Linked DNA regions of Zea mays: region 2 is linked to region 1. Evidence: chromatin contacts called from public Hi-C data. All regions are on one chromosome and are shown on one strand. Each heading gives the region's core, a stretch centred on a gene start, on an enhancer-like site or on the middle of the called end of the contact. The rest is flanking DNA. Distances are from core to core; before and after follow the strand shown. Region 1 holds the start of LOC100193412. Region 2 holds the start of LOC100217123 (Dolichyl-diphosphooligosaccharide--protein glycosyltransferase subunit STT3A).

What was found. A called contact is a pair of places that touch in the nucleus more often than the background predicts.
Region 2: a Hi-C map of leaf shows a contact between it and region 1, with 6 times the contacts expected there. The contact joins the promoter of LOC100217123 here to the promoter of LOC100193412 in region 1. A contact is called at or near these places in 5 of 25 Hi-C or Micro-C datasets (bundle sheath, ear, endosperm and 2 more).

Annotation. Positions count from the first base shown.
Region 1 is chr6:171,888,982-171,896,858 of Zm-B73-REFERENCE-NAM-5.0, forward strand. It overlaps LOC100193412, which reads left to right and starts at 5,002. Exons shown (of 21, transcript NM_001358729.1): 1 at 5,002-5,413; 2 at 5,716-5,870; 3 at 6,077-6,190; 4 at 6,851-7,088; 5 at 7,338-7,435; 6 at 7,529-7,612; 7 at 7,695-7,772; 8 at 7,851-7,877. The coding sequence starts at 5,368.
Region 2 is chr6:172,100,874-172,108,750 of Zm-B73-REFERENCE-NAM-5.0, forward strand. It overlaps LOC100217123 (Dolichyl-diphosphooligosaccharide--protein glycosyltransferase subunit STT3A), which reads left to right and starts at 4,113. Exons shown (of 23, transcript NM_001359623.1): 1 at 4,113-4,345; 2 at 4,448-4,510; 3 at 4,798-4,853; 4 at 4,961-5,032; 5 at 5,119-5,224; 6 at 5,913-5,963; 7 at 6,500-6,595; 8 at 6,679-6,738; 9 at 6,808-6,921; 10 at 7,014-7,100; 11 at 7,352-7,455; 12 at 7,612-7,707. The coding sequence starts at 4,214. LOC100194358 reads left to right here and starts at 887. Exons shown (of 3, transcript NM_001139393.1): 1 at 887-1,378; 2 at 1,619-1,730; 3 at 2,590-3,233. The coding sequence starts at 1,188. The coding sequence ends at 2,928.

The sequences.
Region 1 (7,877 bases), core at 3,752-6,251:
GAGGCATCGAGCCCTCGGACCCCGTCGACAGGGGACCGGGTCCGGCAGATCACCCGTAGGTACTTTTGAGCGCGCCTCCGGGCCTCTAGCCGACCCCTAACAAATGGGGCACAGGCGTCCACTCGGATTACCCGCCAGCAGCTCACCGGAGACACCATGTTCGGCGCCCTCCGAGGGCAACATGGCGCTTTCCCCCCTCCTCCTTGCGGAAAGGCGACGCAGGGGCGTATGTAAAAAAGTCGAGTCTGTCCTTGACCGTCCTCTCGCCCTGTGCAGAGGCTCGGGGGCTGCTCTCGCAAACCCGGCTCCGGCCAAACCGTTGATAGCGTCAACATACCAGCCCGAGAACTTGGGACCCGACCGTGCACCCGGGCTACGACCAGCTCGCATGAGGGAACAACCAGACCAGCCGAAGCATTGCGCGAGGCATTAAGACCTTGGAGGAGTCAAACCACTCCTCCGAGGCCTCGGGGGCTACACCCGGCGGGTGCGCTCGCGCGCACCCACCGGAACAAAACGCAACCGAGAAAGGCTGGTCCCCTTGCAAAAAAGTGCGACAAAAGCCTCCAAGCGAGTATTAACACTCCCTTCTAGGCTCGGGGGCTACTGTCGGGGACCATAATTAGGGGTACCCTCAAGGCTCCTAAATCTCAGCTGGTAACCCCCATCAGCACAAAGCTGCAAAGGCCTGATGGGTGCGACTAAGTCAAGGATCGGTCCATTCGAGGGACTCGATCACGCCTCGCCCGAGCCCAGCCTCAGACAAGGGCAGCTGACCCCGGAGGATCTACGTCTCGCCCGAGGCCCCCTCCAGCAACGGACACACATTCGGCTCGCCCGAGGCCCAATCTTCGCCAAGAAGCAACCTAGGCCAAATCGCCACGCCAACCGACCAAATCGCAGGAGCATTTAATGCAAAGGTGGCCTGACACCTTTATCCTGACACGCGCCCTCCAGTCGACAGAGCCGAAGTGACCGCAATCACTTCGCCACTCCACTGACCGGTCTGACAAGAGGACAGCGCTGCCTGCGCCGCTCCGACTGCTGTGCCACTCGACAGAGTGAGGCTGACAGCAGCCAAGCCCAGCGCTGGGCGCCATGGGAAACTCCGCTCTGCCCGACCCAGGGCTCGGACTCGGGCTCAGCCCCGGAAGACGACGAACTCCGCTCCGCCCGACCTAGGGCTCGGACTCGGGCTCAGCCCCGGAAGACGACGAACTCTGCTCCGCCTGACCCAAGGCTCGGACTCGGGCTCAGCCCCGGAAGATGACGAACTCCGCTTCGCCCGACCCCCGGGGCTCGGGCTCAGCCCTGGCCTCAGCCGACGGTCTCCGCCTCGCCCGACCCAGGGGCTCGGACTCGACCTCGGCCTCGGAAGACAGACTCGACCTCGACCTCGGAGGAGCCTCCATATCACCCAACCTAGGGCACCACGGACCGACCACGTCAACAGGAGGCGCCATCATTACCCTACCCCAAGCTGACTCAGGCTACGGGGAACAAGACCGGCGTCCCATCCGGCTCGCTCCGCCAGACAAGTAATGATGGCGCCCCGCACGCTCTGTGACAACGGCGGCTCTCAGCCCCCTTACGAAAGCAAGAGGACGTCAGCAAGGACTCGACAGCCCCGACAGCTGTCCTTCCGCCAGGCTCCAGCGCTCCTCCGACGGTCACGACACCACACGAACCGGGTGCCAAAACCTCTCCGGCTGCCACGATGGCATGTACTTAGGGCGCTAGCTCTCCTCCGCTGGACACATTAGCACACTGCTACACCCCCCATTGTACACCTGGATCCTCTCCTTGCGCCTATAAAAGGAAGGACCAGGGCCCTCTTACAGAAGGTTGGCCGCGCGGGGAAAGGACGGGACAGGCGCTCGTGTGAGGCCGCTCGCTCCCTCCCGCGTGGACGCTTGTAACCCCCTACTGCAAGCGCACCCGACCTGGGCGCGGGACAAACACGAAGGCCGCGGGATTTCCACCTCTCACGCCCGTCTCCCTCTGGCTGCCTTCCCCCCTTCGCGTTCCGTCTCGCGCCGACCCATCTGGGCTGGGGCACACAACGACAGTTTACTCGTCGGTCCTGGGACCCCTCGGTCTCGAAACGCCGACATTAATACAATCAGAAGACAATATATATAAAAAGTCGTGGAGAGACAGATTTTTTAGGTCTCTTAATTTTTTTCAATTATTCCCTAAAAACTCTCAAGAGACCCTTCATTTAATTAGATTGTACATGCAGACGAGACCACAGATGAAATGTGTAGAATCAGCGAAAGAAGTATGTAACATTTGAGTCGGTACTTTTTAAAATATTATTTAATATGAAAATAAATGGATACAACTTTTGTAGATGAAATATATTACATCCATTAAGGGGTTATTAGGTTGTACTTAGTCAGAGTATTCTAAATTTATATAAAACTTACAGAAGAGTGTCAATATCTATCATATTAAAGCTGTAAAATCATCACAGTATACTTTATAAACAAATGGTTCGTTAATAGAGCAAAGCCTAGCGAAACCATGTCATTTCAAAACATAATAAATGGTTGAATGTGTCGTGCTAGGGAACTATCTATTGCACTCGTCAACCAAATATAGGATAGAGCAGTTCCAAATATATGATAGAGTTGCTCTATTCTACTTATTCTGAAACCAGACAAAAAATAGAGTGACTTTATTCTAACTACCAAACACCACAGAGAGGTTCTATCCTTAAAATATGGAATGCTCTATCTAACAAGGTCATGGAACCAAACAATGTCTTAGGGCATGTTTAGATCCTTTAGCACATGGACTTAGGTAGTGTTTGGTTGAAGAGCCAAGTAGAACGGAGCCGTTCTGTTCTAGTTTTGTTGCTGTTTGGTTACAAAGGAACTAGAACGGAATGACTCCAATTAGGGAATATTCTCCTCAGATCCGGAACCATTCCGCTCCAAAAAATCAACGGGACGGAGCCGCTCCGTTCCCATCCCACTCTCACAGTCACGCTCCATTCCGTTCACCCTGCAACCAAACAAAAAACAGAGCCGCTCCGTTCCAAATTACCAAACACAGAACAGAGCGGCTCCGTTCCTAGAATCAGGGATGGAACGGCTCTGTTCTACTTGGCTCTTCAACCAAACACTACCTTAAATTATTCAAATTGCATTAAATGACTCGTAAGAAGACCAAAATGTTCGTTAATATTATCTCGTCATTAGTGCAACTAAAATGAATGAGAGGCGAAATATAGAATTAATATGTTTTAGTCCCTTTTAATCATCCTTTGAGGGACTAGGGTCTAAAACAGTTTAGTATCTGTTTTAGTTATATCGTTTGAGAATTTGGAGACGACGCAGAACAAAATTATAAGTGGAGTCGACAGCACAAGAGACAGATCACGAGACTAGACCACTACATAAATGTAGATTGATGATAATATATAGTGTTTCCAAAATGATATGAATAAAAAACCTTTTCGGCTACCTAAAGCAGAGATGGAGAGAGAAAATAGGTGGGCTGGGCCACATCAGTGCGTCGTTGTGGCGAGTCATCGTGGCGAGCCGTCGAATCTGTCGTGAGATGGCGTCGGTGAGGCGACAACAAGTTGTGGCGAGTCATCGTGGCGAGCCGTCGAATCTGTCGTGAGATGGCGTCGGTGAGGCGACAACAAGTGGGAGGAGCGAGGGCAGGAGGCAAGGCAGCGATAGATGGCGGTGGCGGCAAGACAACCATTGTCGTGTTGTGACGGCGCGGTGGGACCTTAGCGAGTTAGCGAGGGACAAGTGACGCCACGGTCCCACCAACAGCTTACCCATCTGTCAGTGCGGTCTAGGAGGCAAAATATCAATACTGTGTGCAGGATCCTGACGAGACGATGAGATGACGAGTAATGAGGAGGCAAGGTGGCGCTGCAGCGACCGGATTAGGTCGCCGAGTAACTGATCAATCGATGACCGAAGAAGCGAGTGAGCCACAAGCGGGCTTGTGCCAGGAAAGAGAATCGAATGGCTCAGATAGAGAGTGGACTGAGCAGTGAAGCGTTGAAAGAAAAATAGATCAAAACCTAGTTTTTATTAGATTTGTCTGCACTTACTATATAAAAGTTTGTTTATTTTGTTGTGTACCTAAACCTAGGTATAACGGGTTAAAAATTTTGAGGTGATGTCATGGCCCACCTTGCCCGTCTCTTGGATCCGACTCTGTTGGAGACTAAATGGAATCTCTATCTCTACTATCTAATAAGAAACTAATGCGGGCACATAATGCTACCACGGCTTCACCTTCCCCACGCCCAGCGTTCGCAAAAAAATAGTGCATGACAAACATTTGAACCCACAACCCTCTACTATAGAATCTTAAGGCTAACCATCAGACCACGTATAACTTAGTGTTTACAAATAAACAAAAACTCTACTATCTATTATGAACCTAATGTGGGCACCTAGTACTACCACGGCTTCACCTTCCCCACGCTCAGCGTCCGCAAAAATTAGTGCAGGACAAGCATTTGAACCCACAATCCTCTACTTTATTATAGAATCTTGAGGCTAACCACCAGACCACGTATAACTTAGTATTTACAAATAAATAAAAAAAATATTTTTGTAGCCCTGCCTCGTGACAACACACGTGCACATACCTAGTTAAAATAGATGGACTAAACTTTAGTCACTCAAACCAAACAGGTCTTAATTCTCTTCTTTTGGTGTAGTGTTTCACCTCATCCGTACCCATCAAAATAAATTCGTGAATATTATTATGCTTCAAACGAAGTAGGTTTGGATTTCGTAATCAGTATGTCATCAAGTATCATTATGATGTGGACACCTTAGGATGGTTACTGCAATGATGAGGTATCATACCCCTTCCATTGGGAATGAATGAATGAACAGAATGCGTTGGTGCTCGAGTGTATGCAATGAGCAACGCAACAAGGTTAATCGTGTTCGTATAATTTCTTGGTTAGTTGGTTTCCGGGAAAAAAAGAAGCAGGACGGAGAAAAAAAAACCGGCATCACTCTTGTAGTCTTGTGGCCCCTACTAGCTAACGGTAACAGTGACGGGGGGCGCGAGTTCAGGAAGAAGAGCGAGTCAGCGAGAGGCAATTCCGCTGCCGCAATTCAACACGCGAGGCTAAAAACAATTCGAAACCCCCGACCTACGCCGAGTCGCCGAGAAAACAACAGTGCTCCGGCGCTTAGAGAAGAGCGAAAGGCGAGCGCGCAGCACAGCACGGCTCCCGTGGGCCGTGGCGGAGGCAAAAACCCCGACCCGCATTACCCCGAAACCCTCCGATTCGGCCCGGGGCGAGCTCGAATCCGTGCAACCTCGCCGCCGCCGGGCTCGATCTGAGCCAGGGCTACCGCGCGCCGGCGAGGAATGAGGAGCGTGAACGGCGAGGTCGAGGGGACCCACGACCACGAAGGTGAGCCGTGTGCTGATCTGGATGTGCACTTGGGTTGTGGAATTCGAGCCAGGTAGCTCAAATGTCTGGGTTGAGTTACGGAGAGTTTTCTCATGTTTACGGAGCTACGGTCTCATTGTTTGGATCTCAGTGCTTGATTGTTTAGCTATATTTGTTGGAGTAGCATGTGGCTGACCTTAGCCGCTGTGCCTCTGTTTGTTCTGTTTTTAGTTTGGAGCTGTCGAGCAGTCGAGCTCGGAGTTGCAATTTCCTCCTTTTTTTTGTCATATTTACATCACACGGCGGTTGTAAAATCCTTGTAGCTAATCGGCGTGGTCAGCTGATCGAATGGATGAACGCCTTACTCCCGGAATTCAGTTTGCCTCCGGATTCATCGGATGAAGAGCTACGAGAGCTGCTCAGTGACGGCGTGGTCCTGTGCCGTGTTGCGAACACACTCATCCCGGGGGTTCTTGAGGCAAGTCCTTTTTTTTCTTGGACAATGTGTATATGTGTGTCAGTGTGTGTGTGACGGCGTGGTCCTGTGCCGTGTTGCGAACACACTCATCTCGGGGGTTCTTGAGGCAAGTCCTTTTTTTTCTTGGACAATGTGTGTGTGTTCTGCACAGCGGAGATGTTGATGTTTGTGCTATGAGTCAATTGAGTGTGGCCATTTTTGTTCAGGGATCCTGGGACGGTTATGCACCGTCGGATCAACGGTTGGGCAATCTGAACAAATTCCTCTCAGTGATTGCTGATATGGGGCTGCCAGGTTTCAGTGTGAAAGATCTTGATGAGGTGAGGGTTCCATTATCAGTTGTCACACACACAAGAGTTGGTATGCACCCCAGAACTCTGAAGAATTGCCATACTTTTGAGGCTCAATTCTTATTGCACGGACGCTGTTTCTGATGCAGTATTTCATAGTAGGGTGCCATCATTGTTGGTCATGTTTTTGAACTTTTTGTCATTTTCCAGTCATCTATGTACAGACAAATAGAAGTTTGGAATATACATCTATATGCGATTTCTTTCCTTTGTTTTTGGTGGTAAATGTGTTCTTGATATCTTCGCAATGTGTAGCTATGACTGAACTGCAGCAATAACTTAAAGATCTGGTTCCACGGTAAATACTTGATTGTGTTAGTTCCTTTTCTGTAGTCTGTACTATGTTGATTGCTTTCACGAAGGAGGCCTTCAACTACAACTACAAATGCGATGAACTGTTGCTTTAAATCCTATGTCACAACATAGCTATACAACCTTGTAACATGTCATTTTCTTCGAATGTTTTTATGTTGCTGAGGCTCACGAGCACGGGAACATGGACTAAAATTCCACAGTTTATCTATTTGCATACTATAAGATGGGGAGTACTCGTAGATATGACACACTATTCCCTAGTTCCTGCTCTCCTGGTTGTCACATTCTGTTAACTTATAGGCTTGATGGTTACAGGGATCAATGTCTCCTGTAGTGGAATGTCTCTTGGTTTTGAGAGACAGTGTGGATCCTAGATTAGGTGACGATATTCCACCAGATGTTACCAGAACTCCTTTGAGAAAACAATGGGGAGTTCCGGAAATGGACAAGCCTCAAGTTCATGGTGCAGCACTAGGGAAAAGATCCCCTGCAGAGGACAAGAGAAATGGCGTTGCAGATCCCAAAGCCCATCAGAAAACTTCTGTCTTTTCTGGTAGATTTATTTCTCGCACAACCTTTCAAGAATCATCCAGAAATGAGATATTCAGATTCTGATTACAGCTGACATAATTTTAATCCGTTACAAATTGCACATTCAATGATCATTATCATTTAATATCGTTTCTAAGCTGCGCGCATCCACAATATTATAACATTTCCCACTTTGTATAGTGTTATTCATTGTGTCCGGTGCAGATTTCATATCTGTTTAATCTACGGAGGATTGTTATATGTCCCACAGGACAAAAGTTTTGTGATGTTTTCCAATTAAAACACGGATCATATTCTGGACCTGCTGCTGCCAAGATTTCAGAGATGATGCACTCTAATAGCTTAGATGTAAGTACTTCAAGGATACTGCCCCCAAAGTTGTTGAATTATGCTACTCTGCTATTTGACGTCTCTGTTATGACATTAATAATCTTCTCGCAGAATGCACCAACACAGTCACTTATTAGTGTTGTCAATGGCATTTTGGATGAAAGCATAGAAAGGAAAAAGGGAGAAATACCACATGTATGTGTTCATTTTGAACTACATCACTATCTTTCCATTGATGCTTGTTTAACGGTGCTTAAATTTGACTGCCTCATCTCAGCGTGTAGTTTACTTACTGCGGAAAGTCGTTCAAGAGATTGAGCGCCGTCTCTATATTCAAGCAGAACACATAAGAAGTGTAAGAGAATCTGCTTAAAACATGAATTTTCATTTTTGGCACACAAATTTACAATGAATCGAATACCCCATACTGCAGCAAAATGTTATCATGAAGAGAAGAGAA
Region 2 (7,877 bases), core at 2,863-5,362, 210 kb after region 1:
GAAATAAAAGGTTAGAAATGAGTATAAGGATGCAACATATGAGATCCTATATTTAAGACACGAGAGGTCGAATTCTATATTTTTTTTTGTGAAATATAATTCTATTAGAGCATGTTTTTGTTGTTATAGTTGTACATTTCAAAATACAACTCCCATTAGGACTCCTATTGAGAAGATGCTCCGAGGGATACCTGGACCTTGTGCCAAGCGGAAACTTCAAGCATGTCTAATTCTCCAGTAGCAGGCATGGTAGCCTTCATCGTCAAACATTCGTAGCATAATCAGGTGCATTTCTGTTGGGAGTTTCCTAGTTCCTGCAAGACGGCTGGGGCACGCAGGTTTCCTGAACTATCATGGAAGTGTTCCTGCTGATTCTTCCTTCCAATGTGAGATGCCCCGGACGGGACTCGTGTACCTTCTCAGGTTTGCGTGTCGAGGAGCAAAGAACTTGCGTGGATCATACACTGCTACGCGAAGATTCGTGTAAAGTTTGTACTCCTTGGAACTGTACGAGTTTTCAGAGCTTGGGAAATACTCGTACGCCTTCCAATGAAAACTTTGAGGAGTTACAACTTTTTTTTTTCGATGATCAGAATTCAGAAGTTGCGACAAGTCGTTTGACCGCAAGAGAAAGTTCCGTAGGCCGATGTGAACTCGGGCTGGCCCGTGCCAATTACTAGCGTCGCACAAGGCACAGAGCGGCCCAATAAAGCCGAGCAACCGCAAGTCTGCAACCAGGAAGGAGCAGGCAAAAGAATCGGCGCCCCTCCACTACACTGCAGGCTGCAGCAGCGGCCGGCCAGCAGGAGGGAAAGGACAGCTCCGAAGCCCGAACCCTCAACCCCCAGCCGACCCCGCCCATGGCCTCCTCCTCCCACTCCCGGCGCGGCCGCAGCGCACGGCAGGCCCCCTTCTTCCGCGACCTCGCCACCCCGATCCCGTCCCACCGCGGCGTCTCGCGCTTCGCCTCGGGGGCTTCCCCCTCCGCGGCCCCCTCCGCCACGCCGCCGCCGCCGCCCATCTTCACCCTCGACGACCTCTATGCCTCCGCGGACTTCTCCCCGGACCCCACCGCGTCCGACCTCCTCCCCGTCGCGTCGTCCCCCTCCCCCCGCGCCGCCGCCAGCTGCTCGCCGCCATGGGACCTGTCCCGGGGCAAGGTGTCCCTCTCGGCACCAGGATCCCCCATGGATGGGGTCGTTGAGCCGGCCCGGAAAGAGGTACTCGCTTTGCCGCCGCCTGCGAGCCCTGGCACCCCACCTCCTGCCACGACAGCGGAGGTTCAGTCACCGGTGTCCCCCGCGCAAGCACCGGCTAGGACGGAGCCGGTGGCGAACGGTGGGGAGGCCGAACGGGAGGAGTGGATCACTGTATTTGGGTGAGAAAATAATGCTTATGCTTCGTGTTGTACATGGACTATTAGCTTATAAGTTTGTCGGGATAAGCATATGAACACGGTAGATTTGGTTAGGGGTAACTCTGGTGCTATGGTGCATGTTCATCATGATTTGACACGCTCCTTGCGTTTTCTTGCTCCCTCGGCAGCAATTTGCTAAGCCCTAATTGTAGGTGCCTTGTATGATAAATTGATACGGTTCTGTTGGCACTTCTTCTACAGATTTTCTATTGGAGTCACCAACCTTGTTCTTCGGGAATTCGAGAAATGTGGAGTAATATTGAGACATTACTCTGGCCCAAGAGATGGAAATTGGATCCACATATTGTACGAGGTAATTATACTTTAACTATTGTTGTTCTTCCTTTTTTCTGTTTTACCATTTAATTTAATTTCATGTACCAATGTCTCGCAAAGTAGTCATATTAGCTCAGGCTGCGCTGTAGCTTACCAGCGAGTTTAGTTGCCAGTGAACTGAAGCAAACTCAGTTGGGTTCCCCCATTTGGTTGAATAATACTGTTCTTGTACGGGTTTATTATAGTGTCCAATTTTAGCGGCACAACATATCCTTGTGTGTAAATGTGATGGTATATGTTTTTGGTTATCCCTTGAACATGAAGCATATAGGAAACTTGCCTTGTGTGTAAATGTGATGGTATATGTTTTTGGTTATCCCTTGAACATGAAGCATATAGGAAACTTGTTTTTGGGTAGGTTTTCAGCGTATCATCCTCAGGGTAGCATCACAGGGAACTTATAAAATGATGCATTGTTATGTGTCTGCTGACGATGGGTTTACAAATATCCTTGTTAAGATGCTGGAAAATAAATAGAAATGTCATGTGCTTTCTGAATTCCCTTGGCACAGTCAAGTTATTAGGCTTCTCCAGATAGCAACTATTCAGAGCTTTTGTTGATATCAGATATTCAGTTTGTTCTTTTGTTGATAGTGTCAATTTGTTGTACATATTTTCTATATTGAAATCCTGTATGGTCACTACCAACTTTACCATTCTAGATGTATTGTTCGGATCGTTGTTTCCAGATCTCTTAATTTTGAGATGTTACAATCTGTATTTATTTGACTATTTTGTCACTTCTGATGTTTACATGCATCATAGTAAATGTTTCTAGATTGCTATCTGACAGTCTTAAAACTGACAACTTCACCATCATGTATGTGGTCCTGCAGCGCTCGTATGATGCTCGCAAGGCTCTTCAGAAAAATGGTATGCAACTAAGCAACAGTCTGATAGTTGGAGTAAAGCCTATTGATGCAGTGCACCGGCAGCAGCTGGACAAGGGTTTCGCTCAAAGCAATCAAGGTGGATTTATGGTTTCCTTGCCTTCAAAGTCACTGGGCTTGAAGAGCGTAGGTGCATCAAACCAGTTAGGAGCCTTGCCCCGCCCATATGACCCGAAAGCTAACACGAATGCCAGCCGAGATGCTGGCCGTCGTGCAACTGGCAGCGTTGCTGCACCAGCAAAATCAATTGTAACCAATGTGATGGATTTGATATTTGGCATTTGATATGGCAATGAGAACCAATCATCCGGAATATTCTCTGTTTCTTCTGTTTACTTGTTCGAGAATGCCAGCATGCCAAAGATTCAGCAGCAAATTTTGCTGAAGTTTGAGAGCTTACTGAGTGAACTTCCTTTTGGCGTGTAACATTAAAATTATTCAATTTTCACGTTTAATCGAAGTTATGTTGTCTCATGTCCATATGAGGGCAGTTGTATGTTAATGGCCATGGTGTATGTCTTGTTTCTGTCTCTCCCTCGGCCTCGAAAAAAAAGTGCTGGTGTAATTTCGAGAAATCATATGTTGCTCTCAGGAGTGTCGTGTCATCTAGAGTGTTTTTTGAGTGGATGAATTGTGTCATTTTGTTGTGTTAATAGCCTCATAGGTTGGTAATTGCAAGGCAAGAGATTGGATGCTTTCGGCTGAAAGCCTGAAACGAAACTCTGAATCTCTAATGGTGCTTTCACAAGGTTTTAAGGTACTGGAAACGGTATTTCAAGGTGAAGCGAGGAAATACCGTTTCCTGTAACTTGAAACATTGAAAGCATTTTTTTTTTCTATTGACACCTTCACTATATCTGTTCACTATATAATTTGGGTTTATCCGCTCACGCTTACCTTTCTTCTTGTTCTTCTTTCCTTTCTTTTTCTTTTTTTAAAAAAAGTGCGCTCACCAAGCCACGCCACTGGATTGCATACCGTTTTGTACACCAAGGTGTTTCCTGTGGTCCCTAGCTGTTTGGGGCTTTCTGATTGGCTACTGTGCTGGAAAACATGTCATCGAACCGATTAGGCGGAGTCATTTTCTTGACAAAAAAAAAGAGAAATCTAGGCCCATGGATGAAAATACCAACGGTATCGATCGTCGCTTGCCTAGATTTTTCACATTAGCCCTAGGGTATGGTATCCTTATCATTGTGTGTAGTTTTCTATTTTCATCTCTTCGACTGTTCGATGGCCACGAATAAAATTTTGGTTATCTCAATAAAATATACTCCTACTATTCAAACTAAAAAAATCGATCTAGTATTACATTTACAACGACACACCGTGTCTGCGCATTATAGTAGGCCGAAGCGGGATTCAATCAAACAACCCCGTTCCGACAAATAGAAGCGTTCTCAGGGGCTTACTCGCGAAAAGCTCAATAAATCCCGAGTCGTAGCACGGGACTGGAGCACCCAACCCAAGTTCACGATCGCGAGGTCTTCGTCTCCGCCTGGGTCCAGCTCTCGGATTTCCGCGCGTTCCACTTCCACCCACACACACACCCCCAAGGACGCAGGCCGCAATGGCGGAGCCCGAGGTCTCCCCCGCAGCGGCCGGCGGCGGCGGGCGGCTCCGCAACGCCTTCGGGGGCGTGCTCTGCGCCTTCACGCTTCTCCTCATCGGCGTCGTCGCCTTCTCGATCCGCCTCTTCTCTGTAAGATCCGTTTCGCCCCCGAGCTTCCAGATCCAGTTCGGCGCTCGCAAAGCGCTCCCCGAATTGTGTGTGTGCTCACGCGTTATGCCTGTTGCTGCGCAGGTAATCAAGTACGAGAGCGTGATCCACGAGTTCGACCCCTACTTCAACTTCCGCGTCACTCAGGTCTGGTTGCCGGATCCATTCATTTAACTTTTTCCTTCTGTTCTGCTATATGTGGAACTGAGCTCGCTTCCGTAGGAGACTACGGCGCCTATATTCATGCTGTGTTTCGGTGTTGGGAGGGTTTTGGGTTTTGAAAATCAACTCTTCTGCTGTGCGCTGTGTGTTAGATTTAGTTTACTATGAGATAATGAGTGGAAGGATAAAGAAAGTGACTCTCACGTAGGGGCATAACTTTTTGGCTGAAACGATCATCTGTCACATCTGGTCTAAATTTCTTCTTGTTACAGTTTCTGTCCAAGAATGGAATTTATGAGTTCTGGAACTGGTTTGATGATAGGACATGGTAAGGGCAGCTCCAAACTATCAACCATTTAGTATTGCGCAATTTCTGTGTGGAAGGAATCAATTACTCGGCTGATTTCGTTGCTGTTGCTGCTGCTGCTGCTTTAGGTACCCCCTTGGCCGTGTGATCGGTGGCACTGTGTATCCTGGGTTGACATTGACTGCTGGAACTATGTGGTGGTATGCCATCAAGGGACACAATTTACCGTCTTACATTTACATTGCTTCTGATTCAATATGCCTAAAGTATTTGAATGGTCCACTAGGTTGCTGAACTCTCTTAACATCCCATTGTCGGTGGAGACAGTTTGTGTGTTCACAGCTCCAATTTTCTCAGCAAATGCATCATGGGCTACCTACCTGCTAACAAAGGTTGGTTGTTCAAGGAAATGTGAGCTCTCACATTAACTCACATTAATGTTACCAGTGACAGAGGGTGGAATTGGGGGGGGGGGGGGGGGCTAATTGATGTATAGATTTTTTTTTGCTGCTTTAGTATGTTTTCTTACTATCTTGTCTTACATGGAATTGGTAATTGCATATATCAAAGAAGAAAAGATTAGCATTCGATCAAGTATCAACCTACCTTTCCACTTTAATTAGTGTATCTATATTATAGAATAATTATTACACGGTAATGTGTTGGCAGAGAGGGGGGATGGCTCAGTTTTGCCTCTGAGCCGCTCTGCCAGTGATTCTTACCCAATACCCATTTGCAAATTGTGTGCTTACTTTGAATTCTGCTATAGTAAGTGAAGGGTGGGGGGCTAGATTCTTTAGTACAAATTAATGTATAGATTTTTTTCGCTGCTTTAGTATGTTTTCTTACTAACTTGTCTTACATGGAATTGGTAATCACATATATCAAAGAAAAAGATTAGCATTCGATCAAGTATCAACCTACCTTTCCACTTTAATTAGTGTATCTATATTATATAATAATTATTACATGGTAATGTGTTAGCAGAGAGGGGGGATGGCTCACCTTTGCCTCTGAGCCGCTCCACCAGTGATTCTTACCCATTTGCAAATTGTGTGCTTACTTTGAATTCTGCTATAGGAAGCGAAAGGTACTGGAGCTGGATTAATGGCAGCAGCCATTTTAGCAATGGTAAATTGTGCTAATGACTCATACCAATTTTGACCACAATTAAGGAAAAGCTAAATTGGTACAAAACATGTTTCCGAGGTTTATAGATATTTAGCAATTTTCATGATGAAATGGAAATAGAAATTCTCTTCAGTCAAACCAGATTTATTGTCAGTTCATTTCAGCTTTATACTGTCCATGTACATTGTAGCAAAGATAAGTTTTACAAATTTGCAATACTATTTATGATGGCTGATTTCTTTTTCCTAAACATATATCTCTAAAGGAATTGAGAAATAGTATTGAATCACTGAATCTGTGTTTTGTTTAACCTGGGTATTTGACAATCAGAGTTTCTTCAGTTACTTTGGTCTGCAATTTTTTTCTTACAGGATTTTGTTAACGTTGCCCAACTGTAACACTTCATTCAGATAATACCAAGATGTTAATTTGTTGCTACTCTCCCACTTCTTAGTACATTGTATTATCTATGTATGTAGTCTTCCATACTCTCCTCGTAACATAATATTGATCAGAATGCTCTCGAATCATCACAGGTCCCCTCATATATTTCAAGATCTGTTGCAGGCAGCTATGATAATGAAGCTGTAGCAATATTTGCCTTGATATTTACATTTTATCTATATGTAAAGGTAATAGTGCTCAAGATATGTTTTCCAATTTGCTTCTTTAGAGTTATGCAATGCTCTGACTCTGACTTGTTATGCATAAACAGACGCTGAACACGGGATCACTCTTTTATGCAACACTCAATGCTCTCTCATATTTCTACATGGTAAACTTGTTAAATTTTGATCCATGTTTTTCGAATGTACTTTGTAATCATATTACTAGGCTTTTCTAGGTCTGCTCTTGGGGAGGCTACACATTCATTATCAATCTTATCCCAATGCATGTCCTCTTGTGCATTGTAACTGGTCGTTATTCTTCGCGTCTCTACATTGCATATGCTCCCCTTGTGAGTGAATAAGCTTCCTCTGGTTGGCGCAATCTTCTTTCCAGAGTGTTGTCCAGAACTATAACTTACCAGATCCATGGATCATTTTGTAGGTTGTACTTGGAACGCTTCTGGCAGCATTAGTACCGGTGGTTGGTTTTAATGCAGTAATGACCTCTGAGCACTTCGCATCATTTCTGGTATCTATATACCCTCTCCTTGATTTTTCTCCATTCCGCAGTACAATATCATTGCCAGCTCTTGCAAATGTTTTGCTTCTTGAGGCTGGACTTCCAAATTTGGAAACTCATGATATTCCCTCATTTTACAATATTTGCCCAACTACACTGGACACTGTACATAGAATCTCTATATAAGTAACTAGGCCTTATCGGTACTATTCAACTATTGTATTAAAGAAATGTAAAATGACAGGATACCTGTGTTGCAGGTGTTCATAATCCTTCACGTGGTTGCTCTTGTGTATTATATCAAAGGGCTTTTGACTCCTAGGCTGTTCAAAGTTGCTATGACTCTTGTCATATCTGTTGGCTTGTAAGTCTCTGAAGTTGCCAATCTTTTATAATACACAGGGTTAATATCTTTGGACTTCAAAAAATTGAAACCAGCAAGAACCTTGTCTCTGAATATCAATATCTCAATATTTATCATCTCAATGTCCAAATGCTGATTTCAACATCCTTCCTGCAGAGCTGTTTGTTTTGCAGTAGTAGCCATACTTGTTGCATTGGTGGCATCTAGTCCAACGAAAGGCTGGAGTGGCCGCAGTTTGAGTCTACTTGACCCGTAAGTTCTTCTAGAATAAAAATACATTTTGTTTTGCTGATCATGCATGGCTGACCTGACGTGAGAACTAATAAACATGAAATAACACTTAATGATGACTTGGCTGTTATTAGGTTTTAGTGTATCTGACGAAATGATCTTGACATTTGATGCTTAGGATCTTAGACAAA